Regions from separate parts of the Hordeum vulgare genome. Here region 2 is linked to region 1. The links are chromatin contacts, called in public Hi-C maps. All regions are on one chromosome and are shown on one strand. The core of a region is the stretch at or near the end of the contact, and the rest is flanking DNA. Distances in the headings are between cores, read along the strand shown.

Region 1 (6,272 bases), core at 76-2,575:
CAAAGTCTATGTTGATTTGCATGCTGCTGTGCTCATTCAGATTATAAAACGCGGAAGTGACATCATCATGATGTTGATGCTCAAACTCTCGTCTCATTCGATCATGTGAGCTTTGCTCAGTTTTGGACAAACTGAAGGACGGTGAGGATGTGTAGGGAATAGCCTTTCCTTTCATGCGCTTCACGCTGATTATCTCAGAGCAAGACCCACACTGTAGCCGGTTTTGCTTCCACCCCATGCATTTTTCCACAGGCACCTGCAAGAGATGATAACAAGAGCTGCAGACAACAAATGGTGCCGCGCCATGCATTGGCCGGCAGAGATGTTCTGCCTTCTTCCTGAAATACTCAGCCCTTTTCTTTGACACCGAGCGGTGAGAGTAAAGCGATGATGCCACAGACCTTTGGTCATAATCTGATGAAATAGATGGTGACCTTTCAAATCGGTAGCACTCATGCTGCCCCGCGAAGTATCTGGCCATCGGTATGTGCTCTTCTTGTGGTGCCGCCCTCTGTCCATGCGGATAATGCGGACTAGCACACCCATACTGATGGTAATTCCCGCCGTTGTCCCACTGCCTCCCTGGGTACTGGCGATACCGCCCACTTCCACTTGACTGCCTCGCATACCTCTCCCCATGATCAGAGTGGTGCGGCTCACATGGGCTCAGCGGCAAGCCATGCCCATACCGGGCACCACCACCATAGCGTGGGCGATGATACCCGGGTAGAGGCACCGGCTCGGGAAGCTCGGGTAGCAAGGAGGGCGGTCGGCGGCCCACCCGACGGTGCTCCCGTGGCTGCTGGGCGACCTGGCAGGAGCGCGTGATTTGGTCCCTCAGCTCGTCCAGCTTGCGCAGCAGCTCCACGGGGTCCTGCTTGAGCACGCCCCAGTCGACGCCCCTCTGGTCGCTGCATTGCGCGCGCTCCTCGAGCCCAATCCTCCGCCTGTACTTCATCTCCTTCAGATCGCCCATGGCGCCTCCCTCCCTGTCCCTGAGGCGTTGCGTCTCCTAGTTTCCTCGCCGGGTCGAGAGCTTCCAATCTGCAGCAAGGTAATAGATCAGCGCGGCGGATCCGACGAGCGGTGGGAAATGGGGTGAGTAAGATCCGCTGCGGGTTCAGGACGCGGGCTGGCGATTACCTTCCAAGGGAGCTCGTGGCGGCGAGGCTACGGCGCGGGGGGCGTGGCGGCGCCGCCGGTTCGCCATTAGGGTTTCGCTGGGCAGCACGAGGAGTCCGCCATGAGAGAGAGAGAATAGGGGCGGTAGTACTTGCTTGAGTGGCAAGTGCGAGCGGTAACGGAGACGACAAGGGAAAAGAGGAGTGCTAGTTGGTTGGTTATACTCGTATTTGAGCGGGCGGGCTCTGGAGGTGGAGCGACCGTTTTGCGATATTGAGATTCCTCGGGGGGCTCGAGCGCGGTGGGCGGTGGGGGTAGCGTATGGATGCGGTCCGTCTGGCCTGGCTGCGACGCTGACGCAGGGGCGTCAAGGAGCTGGGCCCACGTGGCGGCGAGCGGCCCGGGTGGGTACAGCTGGTGGGAACCGGGCGTGTGGTCTTCCCTTTTCCCTTTCTATAAAAAAAGCATTTTTCCTCTTGTCTTGAGGCCAGCACTAGATGCTGCTTAACCAAGTACTACTAGTACGTAATTAATCACGTGTCCGTCTCCCTCGTGTAGGTAAAGTAGAGCCAAATCTAATGGTCTTTTTCGTAATATAATACTCCAAGCACTGCGACAAAAGAATACTGATAATTGAATAAAGATCATGCGGAACCTGAAGCATTGCACGTCCGGCAATTTATCCAGAATTTGCCAATGGCAAAAGAAAAGTTATACTCCTCGTCTCTTATCTTATAAAACATGTGTACGCGGTACGCCTAGTACACTCTATTTTTTTTTCTTATTTTGGAGTGCCCTTTCAACGTGCCGTTGCTTCTAGAAGTTTGATTTTCAAGCTGTCATCCTCTCTCTCTCTCTCTCTCGGGTCTCGGCTAATGAAAGCATCTGGGGACCGGAAATTTCCCGTGTTGCCTTGGATGTGAGATGCTGCGGCCGTGGTTGGATCCACGCACGCACTCCAAACCAGCAGGCGTGTTGCTTTCGGGAGAGGAACAATCGGCAAGACGAGAAAAGGGAGCAACAAGCAAAAGCAAGAATAGTACGTATAGAGACGGCTCCGCGTAAAGGAAGCCTACTTTGTTGAAACATTTTGTCCAAACGAGCACCACAAGTTTCCCCGAATTGGTGAAAGCATCTTTAAAGAGTACTACTATTAGGAAAAACATGGAAAAGTAACCTATGGCCGCTACTGCATTTTGATCTGTGATCTGTCTTGTCCTCGCCAGACATCACGAGATTTATGCCGCAAAGTAAGTAAAAACAAGTGTGGTGGTAGTGGTAATTTCTAAAGAGAATCTCGGTATAGAAGCTGCCGACCCAGAGAAAGTCACGTGGCATGTGATTCGGATCAAGCGATCGAAGGCCCATCCAAAACCGAAACCTCCCTTGATGGGCAAGGAAGAAGAGAAAGGTCTTCGGATGTCGCACACGAACACGCGGCTTTCGGTCCTCTACCGAAAGCCGAAAGGCGGAGCAAAGCATGCCCACGCACCGCAACGCTGCACGGGCGGGTAACAGATAAAGTAGGTGATGATGATGGTATTCTCCCGCGCTGTCTTTCTCCCACGGGTCTTCCGGAGTCAATACTTGACCTGGCATGCACCGATTTTTGTCATGACGGTAGATGCTCTGCTCATCTAAACAATCTTAGTTCTTAGAGGAGGACGTGTATTTCCGCTGTAGATTAGCCTGGCCATCTAATCGGGGTTTGATCTGCTTTTTTCCGCTGGCGAAACGACAAATCCACTGGTGGTAGCAGTAAGCAGGAACCTAACCCCAACACGGGCCGTGGGAAAGCAAACGGGCGCTGAGGTCCAACCAAATTTATAGCAGACGCACTGGTGTCGCATGTGGGTTTGCCTGTGATTGTCAAACATGGCTGCACGCTTCTGTCTCTGCGCTCTGATGTGCTGTGCTGTGCGCTGAAAAGACCTCCCGTCTCAAGTCAGCACTAGCACACGACGCCGTGTTCGTCTACGCATCCTGAGCGGCCGACTTTTTTTTGCTTCAAATTTCATGCAACCATCAAACGAACCCTCTCAAGTATTCCTCAAACGTCGGTCTTCCAACACAATATCTAGCAACTTCAACCAACCGACCCAAACGGACGGTGATTTTGTTCGCTTTTCGTCCGCTTGGATCGCCCATCGATTGTTTGTCCGTTCGATTTATGATTTGGATCGGCAGTGCGTCCAACACGCTGACCCATATTTATGTGCGTGGCCGGCTAGCCGTCGGTTTTCAATAAATATAAACATTTTGCATATTTTCTAAAAACAAATGAAATAGCATAGTTTCATAACTGAAAATAAAATATAGGAAAGTTTAACAAGCCCGATTAAAATTAAATTGTTTAAAAGATACACTTATTGATTGCCAACATGATTCTACATATGCTCAACTAAATCATCTTGCAACTGAATATGAGTTTCCCAATCATGCATTTCATGATGGAATTGAGTGAACTGTGCAAACGATGCCGCTTCTCCGTCATGTTGAGGCACCACATGTCACCCTGAAACTCAAACCCTTGATCGCGGAGAGTTCGGGACGCTCATCCTCTACGATCATATTGTGCGTGATCACACAAGGAGTCATCACTTCTCACAACTTCTTGGTGCTCCAAGTTCTAGCACGAAACCGAACTATGCCCCATCGAGATTGTAGAACACCAAAGGCACGCTCGACATCCTTCCTAACACTCTCTTGCTTTTGGGCAAATATTTCCTCTTCTCTCCGACGGGGTTGGAGATTGTCTTCACAATGGTGGTTCACCGTGGATAGATTCTGTCAGCTAGATAGTATCCTTTATTATAGTTGTGGTCGTTGATGTTAAATTTGACCGGCGGGTTGTTTCCTTTGGCAAGCCTTACAAACACCGGCGAACGTTGAAGCGCGTTGATATCATTGTGTGATCCGGCCATGCCAAAGAAAGAGTGCCAGATCCAGAGATCTTGAGAGGCCACGGCCTCAAGTATGACAGTGCAAGCCTGGACATGGCCCTTGTACTGCCCTTGCCAAGCAGAAGGGCGGTTCTTCCACTCCTAGTGCATGCAGTCTATGCTGCCAAGCATTCCTGGGAAGCCTCGGCTAGCATTGGTCGCCAACAAGCGGGTTGTGTCTGCAGCAGTTGGCTCTCTCAAGTCCTCACAGCCAAACACTGCAACCACAACCTTGCAGAATATGTACAACGACTCTAGGCACGTAGACTCACTCATATGGAAGTACTCATCGATAAGATCACCGGGTACTCTTGTAAGAAAGCATCCAGATAGCTGCAATGCATTTCTGAAAAGATGAGAAGTCAATCTTTCCAATGGCATCCTCTTTGCACTCGAAGTAGTCATTGTTGGGGAACGTTGCATGGGAAACAAAAAAATTCCTACGCGCACACAAGATCTATCCATGGTGATGACCATCTACGAGAGGGGGAGTGCATCTACATAACCTTGTAGATCGCTAGGCGGGAGCGTATATAACGCAGTTGATGTAGTGGAACATCTTCACGATCCAAATCGCAGTCCGTCCCGCGATCTCATCATGATCCATCCCGCGATCCCATCACAATCCATCATGATCTAGTGTCGAACGGACGACACCTCCGCGTTCAGCACACATACAGCTCGATGACGATCTTCACCTTCTTGATCCAGCAAGAGGGGCTGAGAGGTAGATGAGTTCTCCACCACAGCGGTGTGGTGGTGGTGGTGGTGAACTAATCCGGCGGGGCTTCGCCAAACTATGTCGGATTAATCTAGACAAGGGAGACAATCTATGGAGGAGAGGGTAGCACGTGGCTATTTTCTATGGTGTTTGCCCTCAAAACCTCCACTAGATATAGTAGGAATAGGAGGGAGGGCTGCCTTGCCTCCTCCAAGAGGAGAGGTTCGGCCGAAGCTAGGGAGGAGAGTCCTCCTCCAATTCGATTTGGTGGAGGACTCCCTTCCTAGTTGGTCTCCTTCCCTTTTCCCTTTTTTCCTTTTTGCAATTTGGTCGAAATAGGCTTATTGGGTTGCCGCACCAGCCCACTAGGGGCTAGTGCGCCACCCTTAGGCCTACTAGGTCCTCGCCCGGGTGGGTGGCCCCTCCCGGTTCTTCACTCCCGGTACTTTACCAGTAATGCCCGAAATCTTTCCGGAAGCCAAATGGAACTTTCCTATATATCAATATTTACCTCTGGACCATTCTGGAGCTCCTCATGACATCCGGGATCTCATCCGGGACTCCAAACAACTTTCGTTCACCAACACACATAACTCAATAATACCAAAATGTTTGGATAACACTTGTTGTCCTGAATCCGACAAGCTTGAGTTTACTTGATTCGAAGCTCGTATGCGAAAGTTATGGCAGTTTCAGTGGCCAGCGGTAGTACCGCAGATGCCAACGGTAGTACCGCTCTAGGAGCGGTAGTAGTTTTTTACTACCGCTCTCTGGCGGTAGTATCGTCCAGTACTACCGTGTCGTCGGACTTTTGCACAACAGCAACCTCGGCGGAGGTAGGCACGGAAGTAATTTTTTACTTCCGTGGCAGTTGGATCTACCGTGCGGTAGTAAGGCTCCTAGAAGCGGTAGTGCCGCTCCTAGAAATGATAGTACCGTTGTGCTCGGGCTAGAAGTGGGGGTAACGGGAAGATTCTTTCCCCCAGTATATAAAGGGGGTCTTCTTCCCCATTGGATCTTATCCATCTGTTGAGCTCGTGTTCTTCCCCCATTGCTGACCTTCTTAGAGCTTGCTAACTCTCGATCCCTCCAATGATTCTTGCTAGTTCTTGAGGGAAAAGAGAGAGGATATCTAGATCCACATCTCCACCAATCACTTTCTCCTCTATGTGAGGGGAACCCCTTGGATCTTGATCTTGGAGTTCTTTGTGAGCTCCTTATTCTTCCTCTCATATTTCTCCATAGCTTTTGTTGTTGTGGAGGGATTTGAGTGTGAGGGACTTGACCACTTCGTGTGTTCTTGCCATTGCATTAGTTGCATCGGTTTCAGTTCTCCACGGTGATACGTGGATGTGAGAAGTTGAGAAGCTTATTACCCTTGGGTACTTGGTACCCCTAGAGATTGTTCTTCGTGGATGCTTTGGCGTCCTAGATGCTTAGTGGTGCCTCGGAGCTCAATCATTGTGGTGTAAAGCTCCGGACAAGCA
Region 2 (6,615 bases), core at 2,337-4,836, 310 kb after region 1:
GATAATTGCCATGAATAAATGTTGCATAACTATGTGCTTTTCTACCAATTGCCCACCAGTAATTTGTTATCCCACCGTACGCCTTCTTCGGGAGAGATGTCACTAGAGAACATTATGGCCCCCGGGTCAATTCACACATATATTTACAAACACTACTATATCCTCGCTTCCTTTATTTACTTTTTATTTATTCTGCAATTTATATTTATTCAACTATCATCTACAATACTTATTTTCTTTCAAGTAACGACTTCAAGTGGATTGATAACCCTTTTTTCCCGTGTTGGGCGCAAGTGTTTACTCTTTTGTGCGTAGGCACTAAAGACGGGAGTTGTGTTATCCTCCTGTTGGTTCATGACCTTGGTTCTCATCAAGGTAAATACTTACCTATAATGTGTTGCATCGTCTTTTCCTTTTTGGGGAAAACTCAACGCAGATCATAAGTATGAGTTACCATGGTTCACTCTATTCAAAAGTCTTTGTCACCCTATGAACGTCACATAAGGGAACTCTGATGCGCTGGCACAAATGGACGCGGAATTTGTTCACTTTTATTCATTTGGGTCGGCGTTCTCGGCTTTGTCTGCCACCGTTTGTGTTTGGGTTGGTAGCGCGCCCAACGCACCGACGGATTTTGTCCGCGAGACCATATTTTTCCGCGTTTTGCATACATATCAAAGACATTGATCAAATAAAAAACTCACAATTTACAAAACGGATAAAATCTCATAGTTTACAACCCAAATAAAATTTCATAACATACATATCATAGTTTTACAACCAAATATAATCTCATCATTTACAAAACGAATAAAATTTAAATTGTCGGAAATAAATTTGAAACAAAAATGAGGTGATACTTCTGTTGGTTGTCAAGGTGGGCCGAGATATGCTTAACCAAATCACCTTGGAGTTGAATGTAAGTTTTCCAATCACGCATTTGTTGATGAAATTCGATAAATTGTGCAAACATTGTCGCTTCTCCATGCTGAGGCACACCATTTTCACCCTGAAATTGAAACCCCTAACTGAAGATTTCATCCTCACGCTCATCCTCTACGATCATGTTGTGCATGATCGCACAAGCAGTCATCACCTTCCATAACTTCTTGGTGCTTCAAGTTCTAGCAAGATACCAAATGATGCCCCATCGAGATTTAAGAACACCGAAAGCACGCTCCACATCCTTTCTTGCACTTCTTGTGTTTGGGAAAATCTCTGTCTCTTCTCTCTTGTTGGGTTAGAAATTGTCTTCACCGGAGTAGTCCAGTGTGGTCAATACCATCAGCTAGGTAGTATCCTTTGATGTAATGATGGCCATTGACCTCAAAATTGACCTCTGGGAAGTGGCCTTTTAGAAGCCTTGAGAATACGAGAGAGCCTTGAAGTGCGTTTATTTCATTGTAACAACCGGTCATGTCAAAGAAAGAGTGCCAAATCCAGATATCTTGTGAAGCCACAACCTCAAGTATGATAGTGCAAGTATTGACATGGTCCCTATAATGTCCCTGCCAAGCAGAAGGACAATTATTAAACTCCCAATGCATATAATCTATGCTATCAAGCATCCTAAGAAAGCCCCTATCAGCATTGATCACCGACAACTGGGTTGTATCTGCAGTAGTTGGTCTCTTGAATACTGTAGGCCATATACTGCTACCACAGCTTTGCATAACCTATACATGGATTCTAGACACGTGGAGTCGTTCATGCGAACATACTCATCAATAAGATCATCGGGTATTCTGTATGCAAGCATCCAAATAGTTGTAGTGCATTTCTGAGAAGAGGAGAAGCCAACCTTTCTCAGGGCATCCTCCTTGCATTCGAAATACTTATCATACTCCATCACCCCCTTCGGATAAGATTGAACACATGCCTAGCCATTCGAAAGCGACGTCGGAATAGGTTGTGTCTGAAGAGTGGGTCAGCGGGCGGGAAGTAGTCCTGCGAGAGTAGGCAATGGAAACTCTCTCTGTTGTGGTTCAGCGTGGGAGATGCCGCGGGATCGAGCACCTAACCATCAACCACTGCCTACTAATGTGGTCATGGACAATCAAAGCAACAACCACAATCTCCTCGTCGACGGACGACCAATCATCCAAATTGCAAGTGAAGTTGTTGAAAAAGTGATCATCGCCACTATCCATTTGTACATTTGGGGCGAAACGTCGAACACTTTGCGTGTGTGCCAAAGAAGTCGGCCGTTAGAGAGCCCCACGTCTTTCCTAGATCAGGCAGCAGGCCTGGCGGTGACCAGTGAGCCAGGTAGCTGCGATTGGAGCATTGCTTGCGGCAGTGAAGGCGAGAGGGCGGCTTGAACGTGGGGTTTCTACGACAATGGAAAAAACATTCTTCCAACACCGGCAAAAACGGTCGGCCGGGTGTGACGTGCTGCCGAGGGAGTTACGTGGGTGCGGGCGGCCGCCTGGCCATCGAAACTGGGCAGCTACGGCAAGGGCGGGGTGACCGGATGTGTTGGCTGTCGATGGAAGAAAGGGAGAATGACCAATTTACCATCAACTCGCGTGCAAGGGGAAGGACAAGGACGGGCATCGCACGCATCCGCTCTGTGCCTACGTCGACACAAATCCAGATCAAATTTTGATCTGAAATGGGTCGTGAACGGACAGAAAAAAACTCTCGTCCATTTGTATCGGCACGTTGTATCGTGATTCGTGTCCGTTTTCATTCAAACCGACACACAAACAGTTTGCGAAGTTGCCATAAAGCCAAGGCTCATTCGTCGGTCGGGTGCAGTTCGCCGCGTCCACCGGCTGTCAGTTTGCAACACCGCAGAACAGATTTAGAGCGTGACAGCGGGACTTGCCTCATGTTGTAAGTAGTTGCGTGCAAGTATGTGATCTGCCGCAGTCTACTTGCGATCCTGCGTATCGTTTATAGGATGATCTGCGAAGCTGTTTCAAGGCTTGAAACTGAAAGGCGACGCACCTGCAGGCTGCAGCACGTACATTTGTGTCTAATCTATCTTTGATTGTTTCAAATAGAAGAGGGAAAATGCCAACTGTCCCGTGTGTTTGATGAACAGCTGTTTCTGTTGCTCCGTTGTGTTTGATCTTCCGAAAAGCCAGAGTCACGGAAACTATTTGACAAATGAAAAGGAAAACGACATGTCATACTCACCAGCAGTAGTTTATTACTAGTTTGGCGCACATCATACTTAAGTTATGCGTATTAATACGCGGTCGAAAACCATAAACAAAACAAGATCATAAAATAAGCGCTCAAGGGTAACCATTTGTCTTCTCAAATGCTGAGGCGCAACCATTTCTCCTCTCTCGTCCTCTTCCTCGACTGCATCTTCTACCTCCTTCCTCCAGCAGCTCGCTCATAAGATGCCTCGGAAGCATCTGAGAGATGGCAACGCAGCCTATGACACGGGGAGCTCTCTGTACGACTCCTACGAGCTGGCCTCCCTCAACAGAATCCTGGAACGGCACCTCGCTGTCGCTGGCCCGCCGTCCCCTGATGAGGGGCCTCCCGTGGAGGGAAAGGACCAGCAGGTTGTGGCGTTCAGGGCCCGCAGGAAGGTGACGCTGAGGGCTCTCTTCAGGGGAGTGGCCTCGTGGGCGGTCAGGCCGAGAACGCAGCCGCGTGCTTGCGCTTGTGTCGGTGTTGCTCCGGCTCGCACTAGTGTGGTTGGATCTGAAAAATGGTGAATTGTCCGTCGATCCTCTGTTCTCTTCTGCTTTGGTCTTGCACCATCTCTGTATGGGCTTTGTTGGTTACTGCAGTTTTATGTGTAAAAGAATAGGTCGTGTTTTGTATTGGTTGTTGTTCATGGAACGACCAGATGTGCAGCAAGCATGACCCTGTAAATACATAGTACTATTTTCTCATGTAAATGTATGATTCGAGCTTGTATTCGTTGAACAAAGATGCACTTGATGAGCTTTGCATTACTAATTATTTTCACTCGACTTTCTAAACAGTAATCAGCCTACAATTATTGTCTATGTTTTATCGTGGCTCCCGAATCCATATGTACCATGAAGCCATCCTCAATCGTAGATCCCTAAAACGGACAAGGCGTTCGTCCACGGGACAAACTCACACATTTTGATATGAAAGTCGGCCATTCAACCGTGCTCGCACACATTTCAAAATATATTTAAATAAATTAAACTTTAAAAAAAACTTTTTTCATGCAAACCGGACCATATTAACTATTCCCTCTGTCTCAAAATAACTGTCTCAACTTTGTACTAGAGCTAGTACAAAGTTGTACTAAACTTAAGATAGTTATTTTGAATCGAAGAAAGTATATTTTAACATGTTTTATTAAACATAAGTGGTCGGACCCTAACCTAATTTAAATCTTCGCCGGCGCATGTTCTCCATGTTCTTGTTGTACCCTTCCTTGTCCATGTTCGACCGCCATGAACCCCGCGAAGTGAAGGTTCGGTTACCAGCAGGAAGAGTAGGACATGAGACAGACACTAGCCTTACACGAGGTGTCGTGTCACCCATGCCCTATTCCTCCACGGTGGACCAGGCGCCGACAAAGAGAGCCTTGACTCAGTGATGAGGCATGCGGTTGTTTAGCCGAACGTCCCAAGTTTAATTTATAGAATTGAGACGTGATGCACAGGGTACTTTTCGTTTATTGAGGATCAAGCTTTCTGTGTGGTGGATCCACTCATGAACAAATATCTTGATATTCATTTTAAAAATAAGGACGATGTCTATCGTGATACTCATATTAAAATGACCGTATGCATTCCTAGTTGATGCAGAGACTGGGAAGTAAAAAATCTCTCCCATTCTAAAGGTCGTCCGCTCCCGTAAAAAGAGGATCGGAAGGAGCGACTAGCGACCGGAAGGACTAGAGCCTCGATCTAGCACCGTCGCGCCGCACCGGGGCGCCCACCTCCATCACTCTCCTCTTCGTCGCCGCCGGCGACGCCGCCAGGGCAAAGCCGGAGCGGCTCGGCGACGACGGCCTTCTTCTCGCCTGTCAACTGCACAAGGTCGTTGCGCGGTTTCGATCTTGATCGCCTCGGCAGTGATGACAGACAACGATGGGTGGAGTATGGAGGCGAGCATGTAGCCGCTGCAGCAGGTGGTGGTGGCAGCCATCTTGCAGCCACTCAACCCCCGGTTCGGCTTCGGATCACGGTGGCTCTCCTCGTCTTGATCTGCATCACACGGGGGGCGGGCAGCGACCCTGGGCTTGGCAGTGGTGGTCATCTCCTATATCAGAGGTGTTCGTCCTGAGACTAGATGGTCAAATCTCGAGATGCGTCATCTAGTCCCGGCTGCGAGTCTGGGAGACACAGTTGCCGGGGAGAACCGAGCCAACGGCGGGCAATGGCGGTGTTTTGCATCGTTACCTTGATGACGGCATCGTCGTCTAACTAACGTCGATCAACTCGTGCTACTCCAGGGGAAACCTAGGATCTGGTCTTTGAGATCGAACGATGGCGGCAGTGCGGTGTCATTTCTCTCTTAGGAGCATCGTTTGTGCAGCAACATTGGAAGACATAGGCACGTGGTGGAGCGACTTCGTCTTGCACGGAGCTTCGGTGGAGATATCAAGTAATGCTTGGCCGACACGTGCTAAGTTGTGTCATGTCTTGTCGACAGGTGCTACACACGACAGATCTAGAGACTCAAGTTGTGTCGGCTGGTGGTACTTTGCAACATGGTGTTGCAGTGTATCGGCAGTGACCATGACGTGCTCAGCAGCTTGCCTGTAGGGAGAGGGTGTCGTCGGTTTCGTGGTGGCGTTGACGGATGGCTATACTAGCAAGAATGATGCATATCTCTTTCCTGAAGATGGCTCAATGGTTTGATGATGATGGCGGCTTCTAAAATGAGTGCATATGGTGTACGTTTTAGGTTTGTTACACCGATTGTAGGCTCTGATACGTTATGCAGATGGATCGATGACGATGTCGGTTTTAGATATGGTGAGTGAGATCACTACACATTATCGAATTTGTAGGTGTGAGTAATGACTTGGGTGGCTTGATGTATGTTCTCAAGCATGACCACGTAAATACATACTCCCTTTGTTCCTAAATACAAGACTTTTAGAGATTTCACTATAAACTACCTACGGATGTATGTAGTCAATATTTTAGAGTGTATATTCATTCATTTTGTTTCGTATCTAGTCTATAATGAAATCTTCAAAAAAATCTTATATTTAAGAACGGAGGTAGTAGTAGTCATATTTTCTCATGTAAATGTATGATTCGAGTTTGTATTGGTTGAATAAAGATGCACTTGATGAGTTTTGCATTACTGATTATTTTCTCTCAACTTTCTGCACGGTAATCAGCCTACAACTATTGTCTATGTTTTATCGACGCTCCCGAATCCATATGTACCGTGAGGCCGTCTTCAATAGTAGACCTTTAAAACAGACAAGGTGTTCGTCCGCGGGACGAACTCACACGGTTCACATGGTTAGATACGGAAGTTAGCCATTCAACTGTGCTCGCACACATTTCAAACAACTAAACGTTGTCAAGCAAACCAAACCATATTAATTACATTTTTAACATGTTCCATTAAACAAAAGCGGTTGGACCCTAACCTAATTTAACTCTTCGCACATGTTCTTGTTGTACCCTTTCTTGTCCAAGT

Evidence for each region. A called contact is a pair of places that touch in the nucleus more often than the background predicts.
Region 2: a contact with region 1 is called in a Hi-C map of leaf, with 2.8 times the contacts expected there. The contact joins the enhancer-like site here to the promoter of LOC123443904 in region 1. A contact is called at or near these places in 3 of 6 Hi-C or Micro-C datasets (leaf, seedling and an unstated tissue) and 1 of 1 datasets of contacts at active chromatin or transcription factors (embryo).

The regions. Positions count from the first base shown.
Region 1 is chr3H:376,044,946-376,051,217 of MorexV3_pseudomolecules_assembly, forward strand. It overlaps LOC123443904, which reads right to left and starts at 1,326. Exons shown (of 5, transcript XM_045120458.1): 1 at 1,144-1,326; 2 at 1-1,044. The coding sequence starts at 976.
Region 2 is chr3H:376,355,920-376,362,534 of MorexV3_pseudomolecules_assembly, forward strand. No RefSeq gene overlaps it. Among protein-coding and RNA genes, the nearest start is that of LOC123443905, 210 kb to the right of the region's middle. Within about 2 kb of position 3,587, at least 3 of the 3 cell types and tissues checked have open chromatin away from gene starts, as enhancers often do. A contact at or near this core is called in leaf and seedling, where this site is marked.